Regions from separate parts of the Mus musculus genome. Here region 2 is linked to region 1. Evidence: chromatin contacts called from public Hi-C data. All regions are on one chromosome and are shown on one strand. Each heading gives the region's core, a stretch centred on a gene start, on an enhancer-like site or on the middle of the called end of the contact. The rest is flanking DNA. Distances are from core to core; before and after follow the strand shown. Region 1 overlaps Dysf (dysferlin). Region 2 has its middle 200 kb from the start of Gm10445.

Evidence for each region. A called contact is a pair of places that touch in the nucleus more often than the background predicts.
Region 2: a contact with region 1 is called in a Hi-C map of the N1E-115 cell line, with 3 times the contacts expected there. The contact joins two enhancer-like sites. A contact is called at or near these places in 7 of 484 Hi-C or Micro-C datasets (the N1E-115 cell line, embryonic stem cells, granulosa cells and 3 more), 1 of 115 datasets of contacts at active chromatin or transcription factors (double positive thymocytes) and 3 of 9 other capture datasets (adipose tissue, embryonic stem cells and pancreatic islet).

What each region holds. Positions count from the first base shown.
Region 1 is chr6:84,094,955-84,097,654 of GRCm38.p6, forward strand. The region is part of intron 17 of Dysf (dysferlin); the gene reads left to right. Among named protein-coding and RNA genes, the nearest start is that of Dysf, 77 kb to the left of the region's middle. Within about 2 kb of position 1,322, at least 7 of the 459 cell types and tissues checked have an H3K27ac peak or open chromatin away from gene starts, as enhancers often do. A contact at or near this core is called in the N1E-115 cell line, where this site is marked.
Region 2 is chr6:84,223,658-84,226,357 of GRCm38.p6, forward strand. No RefSeq gene overlaps it. Among named protein-coding and RNA genes, the nearest start is that of Gm10445, 200 kb to the right of the region's middle. Within about 2 kb of position 1,409, at least 76 of the 459 cell types and tissues checked have an H3K27ac peak or open chromatin away from gene starts, as enhancers often do. A contact at or near this core is called in the N1E-115 cell line, where this site is marked.

The DNA.
Region 1 (2,700 bases), core at 72-2,571:
CAGGACTAAATAGCGGCTTTGTGTTGGTGGCTTCTTTGCTCTCCCGCCCTTGACTTTATGAGCTGTCTGCAGACACAGGGGCGAGAACCTGGGGTGAACCTCAACATCGGAGACCTGTGACCTGTTCTCAAGTTGGGAAGCACTGGCCCAAGACGTCAGCAAGGCTGAGCCAATGCCCACAGTCCTATCTGCTTATGGCTCCTAAATCTACAAACGAACAAGGAGGCCTGTGCAGTTCCAGCCACCACCAGTAGGTGGCTAGCTTGCCGGTGGGACTGGTAGATAACTATCACTGACTGGCTACCAGGATAAAAGCCAGTCTCTAGCAAGAACACAGGGGTCCCATCTCTGACTCTGCTTTCATTAGTCCAAGATAACAGGCTCCTCCCGCTAAAGCATCATTTGGGATGAGATTAAAGTAGACTCTGGGGACCACAGCTGTGCCTGTGTATGTCACTCTTCCAGGCTGAGAACTCTCCTATGCCAGGGCCCAGCTCAGTTCCTGTAGATAAGAAAATCTTCACAAGATACACACTCTGCCACACTGATTCTTGCCACTAACCTTGGGGGCCGAGACCTGGCTGCAGAAATCAGAAGGCCAGCTCAGGACCTTGCCCTCTTTAGGTCTCTGGCTTCAGTTCTCCATCCCTGCTTTTACCTCTAGACCACCATATATTTGTGCTTTACACTCCTTTCTGTGAGCCTTCCAGAGCCGTCCAACCTGGGTTCTCTGGGCCACAATGGATGAAGAATTGTCCTAGGACACATTAAATCCAAGATGTCCAAGCCACATCCTGAGAGTTATAAGAGAGTACACATACTTATTTTGAGTGACACTGGAGCATGACAGGCCATTATCGGCTACATGTGACTGTTCGTTGGATATCCTCTGGCAGTTCCTAGCAACTGTCATGAATCTGTGGGAATATAAAACGGTTAGAATATTCTTATTACATTTATTTTAATGGCTGTGCATGGACATGCTCCTGTGCATATGCTATCATTTGTCTCTTATCTTCACCTGAAGTGGCTGGTGGTAGGAGCCAGACCCAGGCGGTTCACGTTGAGAAAATAATATGTTGCTGTCTGTGGCAATACTAGAAATAACCACTAGGTGGAGATGTTGTGCCTTAAATGGCCTTGGCTCAGTGTGCTGGGCCCAAGTGTCAGTTTCATGCTTGGGTTTGGAGCCCAGGGTATTCTCTTGTCCACAATGGCTCTTTAGCGTTTCCCTTTTCACGTTTCTTTCTCTGCACCATTCCTCCTAATCTACCTGTATATAATGAAGAAAAAGCACGTTTTCTCCTGTGCGTTGTTTCTTGAGTATATTGGATGGAGGTTCAGGTCACAGAGGTGCGGAGGGCTGCCTGGTTGGAGTTGGGGGGGGGCAGGGTGTGTGCTTTCCTTTGTTGTACATTCACAGAGCCCGTCCCCCAGCTCTCCATCCAGACTCCTGTTCATGTAACCATTCTCCACCCAGCCACACCCATCCTAACTCCTCTTCCATTTCTTTATGCTTCAGAGGAGCCTGCAGGTGTACTCAAGAGTCCACAAGCCACTGACCGTACGTTGCTGTCACCTAGGGATCCACGAGGGGATGGGACATTGGGGTTTTTGCTGGAGGGGAATTTTCTGACTTGCATGAAGGGGACTGAGTCACAGTCAGGTCTCTGAGTTGACCGCTGGCAAGTCGCAGCCACTGGGTAACTGATATGAATTACGTGGGATGCTTTAAGGCCAGTTTCCTTTACATCTCCCAGACCCTCCCTAAGCTTGTTGCATCAACCATGCTTCCAACATGGGGGTCAGAGTAGGCCAGGGGGATTGTGAGGCATCTTGGGGATCTGGAGGTGGCCAGGGGAATGAGAAGCGCTTGAAGCATAATTCATGAGATAAATCATGATCGTGATGACTGACAAGCAGTTGGTAGCAGTCCCCTGCGGCTGATCATTCCAAGCTTCCCCCTTTGCTTTGCAAAGCCAAGCCCTGTCTGCACTGGGGTCTGGAGGAGGAAGTATGTGGAACAATGATAGGCAGGGTAGCTCTGGCTGCCCCTGCCTCCCCCAGGCCCCTGCACTGCCTCAGCAGCATGGCTTAGGGTGGACAGCCTCATGTCTCAGCTCTGTGTGGAGGCTGTTTTCTCCGTGCTTGCCCTGGCTTAGCCTTGTGTGGACGGAGACACTACGGATGGTCCTGGTGATGGCTCTGCCTTGAGCATCCTGAATGTCCTGCCTTTGCAGGGTCAGAGGGTAGCCTGTGAGGTCCTGTCCCAGGAAGGGCAGCTGTGGCATTGTCAAGAGAACATGTGTCATAGAGGGGGTGATAATAATCTCTCCATTTTCCATCTTCTCTGGGACATGGCTTCTCTGGTCACCTGGCTCTGAACCCACCTCTGTCCCCCCTCCCCCATGGTCTGAGCCGCAGCTTGTGTGTGGCCAGCTGAGTGTGCTGCATCTTTGCTATCCTGTGCTCAGTCACATCTCTGAGACTCAGTTTCCTCATCTGTCAAATAGGACTAATGAGATAGTAGGAATAGTCTCATTTCGGCAGATCAAGGACCCAAGGGACAGATTATAGGGAGTTGATAATAGTCATTACTAGTGTAGTATTAGTTATACATGTTCAGGGGCCACTTATGGTGCATATGGGGGGAAACTGAGGGCTAGAGATGGGACCCCCATCTGAAGGTGGATCAGCTGA
Region 2 (2,700 bases), core at 159-2,658, 130 kb after region 1:
AAATCACATGGCATAGAAATTCCTGCCATGCTCTGAAAGGGTATGAAAGGCAGGTGTTTTACTTTGTTCTGGGGACTTCTCTGCAGGCTCCTCTTCTATGCACCCCCCCCCCTTTCCTGTCCATGATGGCTCTTGTTCTTGCTCTTTCTGTAAGCCATCCCTCTCTATGAGCAGTGTTCCATCTGGAGTGGTCTGAAGATGCATGTTGGAATATAGGCCTAGGCCCATGTTGCCTTAAGCTCCAGGTGAGCCTCCTGAGTTCTGGGAGGACAAGGTGTAAACCATCATGCCCAGGATTGCTTCCCAGCATCCATATGAGACAGGCCCCACCGCAGGACACCGCTCCCACCCCATCCAGATCACTCCACCTCCACCTCCCCTTCCTCTCCTTCCTGTGGGTGTCCTCCTGCCTGACCCTCATTAACTCAAAGTTAAAATCTGTCTGCAGTCCCCCCCCCCACCCTAGATGAAAGGTGGGGGCAGGGGCCAGACCCTTCTCACCCATGCAAGTTCGGAGCTCTGTGATTTATGATCGAAAATCAAATGGCTTGGCCCCAAAGAGCAGGCTGGGATTGTTAGGGGATGGCCCCAAGGCTCTTCAGGAGCCCTATAAAGAGTGAGTGATTTCCTGGAAAGCCCAGCTCTTCCCCCTTCTCCCTCTGAAGCCAGCAGGACTCCCTACAAGGTGGTACAGGTTGTCCACAGCCTCACAGAAAGGGCCCTAGCCTTAAGGACAAAGGTCAACAGCAAGCCCTCCCTGAGCTACTGTATAGGTCAGAATCCAACAGCTAGAAGTTGATTGACAGATATCTTCTCTGTCTCCCTCTTCCTATGCTCAGCTCCACCCTCCAGGGTGCTCCGTCTCCAGGATCTGACCCCACCTTCCTATCTTAAAGGGCAGATGAATCCAACAGTACAGAGGAAGGGGACTCTTGTCAGGAAGGAAGAAAGGGAACATGGATCTAGGTTGAAATTGCTAAGTGTCATAGACTCAGAATCTCACAGGCAAGTGCTGAGGAGTAGGGCCAGGACCTCTGAGTAGGGTGTGTCCTTTGATGAGAAGGCCTTCCCAGAGTGGGATATGAACTGCCCATGGGAAGGCAGGCATCCTCTTCTATAGCCCAGGGCTCCTGAAGGCCACACAGCATGGGACACTGGACCTCACTCTCTCTTGGCTTCCTTCCTGAAAGGTTTGATGGTCTGCCTCCTCCCTCCCTCCCTCCCTCCCTCCCTCCCTCCCTCCCTCCCTCCCTCCCTCCCTCCCTCCCTCCCTCCCAGCAGGGCAGGCAGAGGTGAGTGGTAATATGCTGGCAGGGGACCAAAGGAAGCCAGGAGTCAGAAAGGATAGTGGTTGGTGGCAGGGAGCCCGGCTCAAGGAGACATTTGCTTTTTTATTAGTCAGGGAGAGCCACAAATGGTCTCGGTGAGTTGAGTGTGGCTGTGCTTATGTAACTAAGCACCTAGGCACAGAGTGTTCTATCTACTGCGGGGACAGGTGCCCCCCCCCCCCCGTGCTGGCTGCTGGAGGCAAATAGAGGTGGCTTTGCAATTCTCTCCCAGCCCCTCACCTAAAGGCTGCCAAGCCACCACTCTCAAACAGAGGTCCCGAGCAGGTCCTGTGAGGTAAGTGGGATCTTCCCTCTGCCCTTCCTAAATTGTAATACCCACAGCATCCTCAGGGAAGAAGGAAGAGGAGCTGAAAGGAGCTGGTCTGTAACTAGAAATGGTGGAAAGTTCCATGTGTCTCCAATTCTGGTCCAGACTGACCCTGCACACACAGCAAGGACCAGTGTGTGTGTGTGTGTGTGTGTGTGTGTGTGTGTGTGTGTGTGTATCAGAGAGCCTCAGCCGGGGATAGACACACCAGTAACTCTGCTGGGGTCTGTCCCTGGGATGTCTTTGCTGGCTCCTAGTAGGACTAGCTTACTGTGGCGAGTTGCCTGGGTGGCCCTCAGCTGCTCTGGCCCATGCCCCTACAACCCACACGTTATCATGGCCACCCCTGCCTAGGTCCTCTCTAGGCCCTGTGGTGGTTGCTCCACGACTCACTCTACTCTGACCTGTTCCTTGCCTGCCAGGGTAAAAATAGCTGTTTCCACGCAGCTACCTCAGCAGCAGCAACTTTCTCCCACTTGAGCACCAGCCAGTGCTGGGCTCAGAGCACAGATTGCAGGGCCGGGCCTGGCATGACAGCCTGCCTTGCCTGGAGCCAGGCTGCTCATGAATGCCTCGTTGTTCAGGAAGATGACCCTGGGTGTCCTGCCTCTGGCATAAGGCCTGCCCTGCTCACCTCCAGGTCTCTGACCATTCTCTTGGCTCTCTGGTCTGCCTGTTGCTTGGGATTTCAACTTCTATCCCACTGGGAGGTGTGTGGACCTTCCTGGGTTTATGTTTTGAACAGTAGGCTGGGACCCCATGCTCTCTCTCTCTCTAGCTAGAGTGTGATGGAGGAGGCCCACTTTGCCTCTGCAGAGCCCTGGGTCTGATGGGGGAGGTCGAACTTCTCCTCGAGGTTGGAGATAAAGGCATGATAGCTCTTCGAATGACTCTGCACTGCTGGGAAGACAGAGCCACATCCCCTATGAATCTCTGGGTGGCATGTGTGATCAGCTTCTTTCTTGTTCCTAAGGGACCCTCTGTCTGAAGGCAGCCACAGCTCTTGGAACTGGACAGCTCAACATAAACAAGGCATGGGCATTT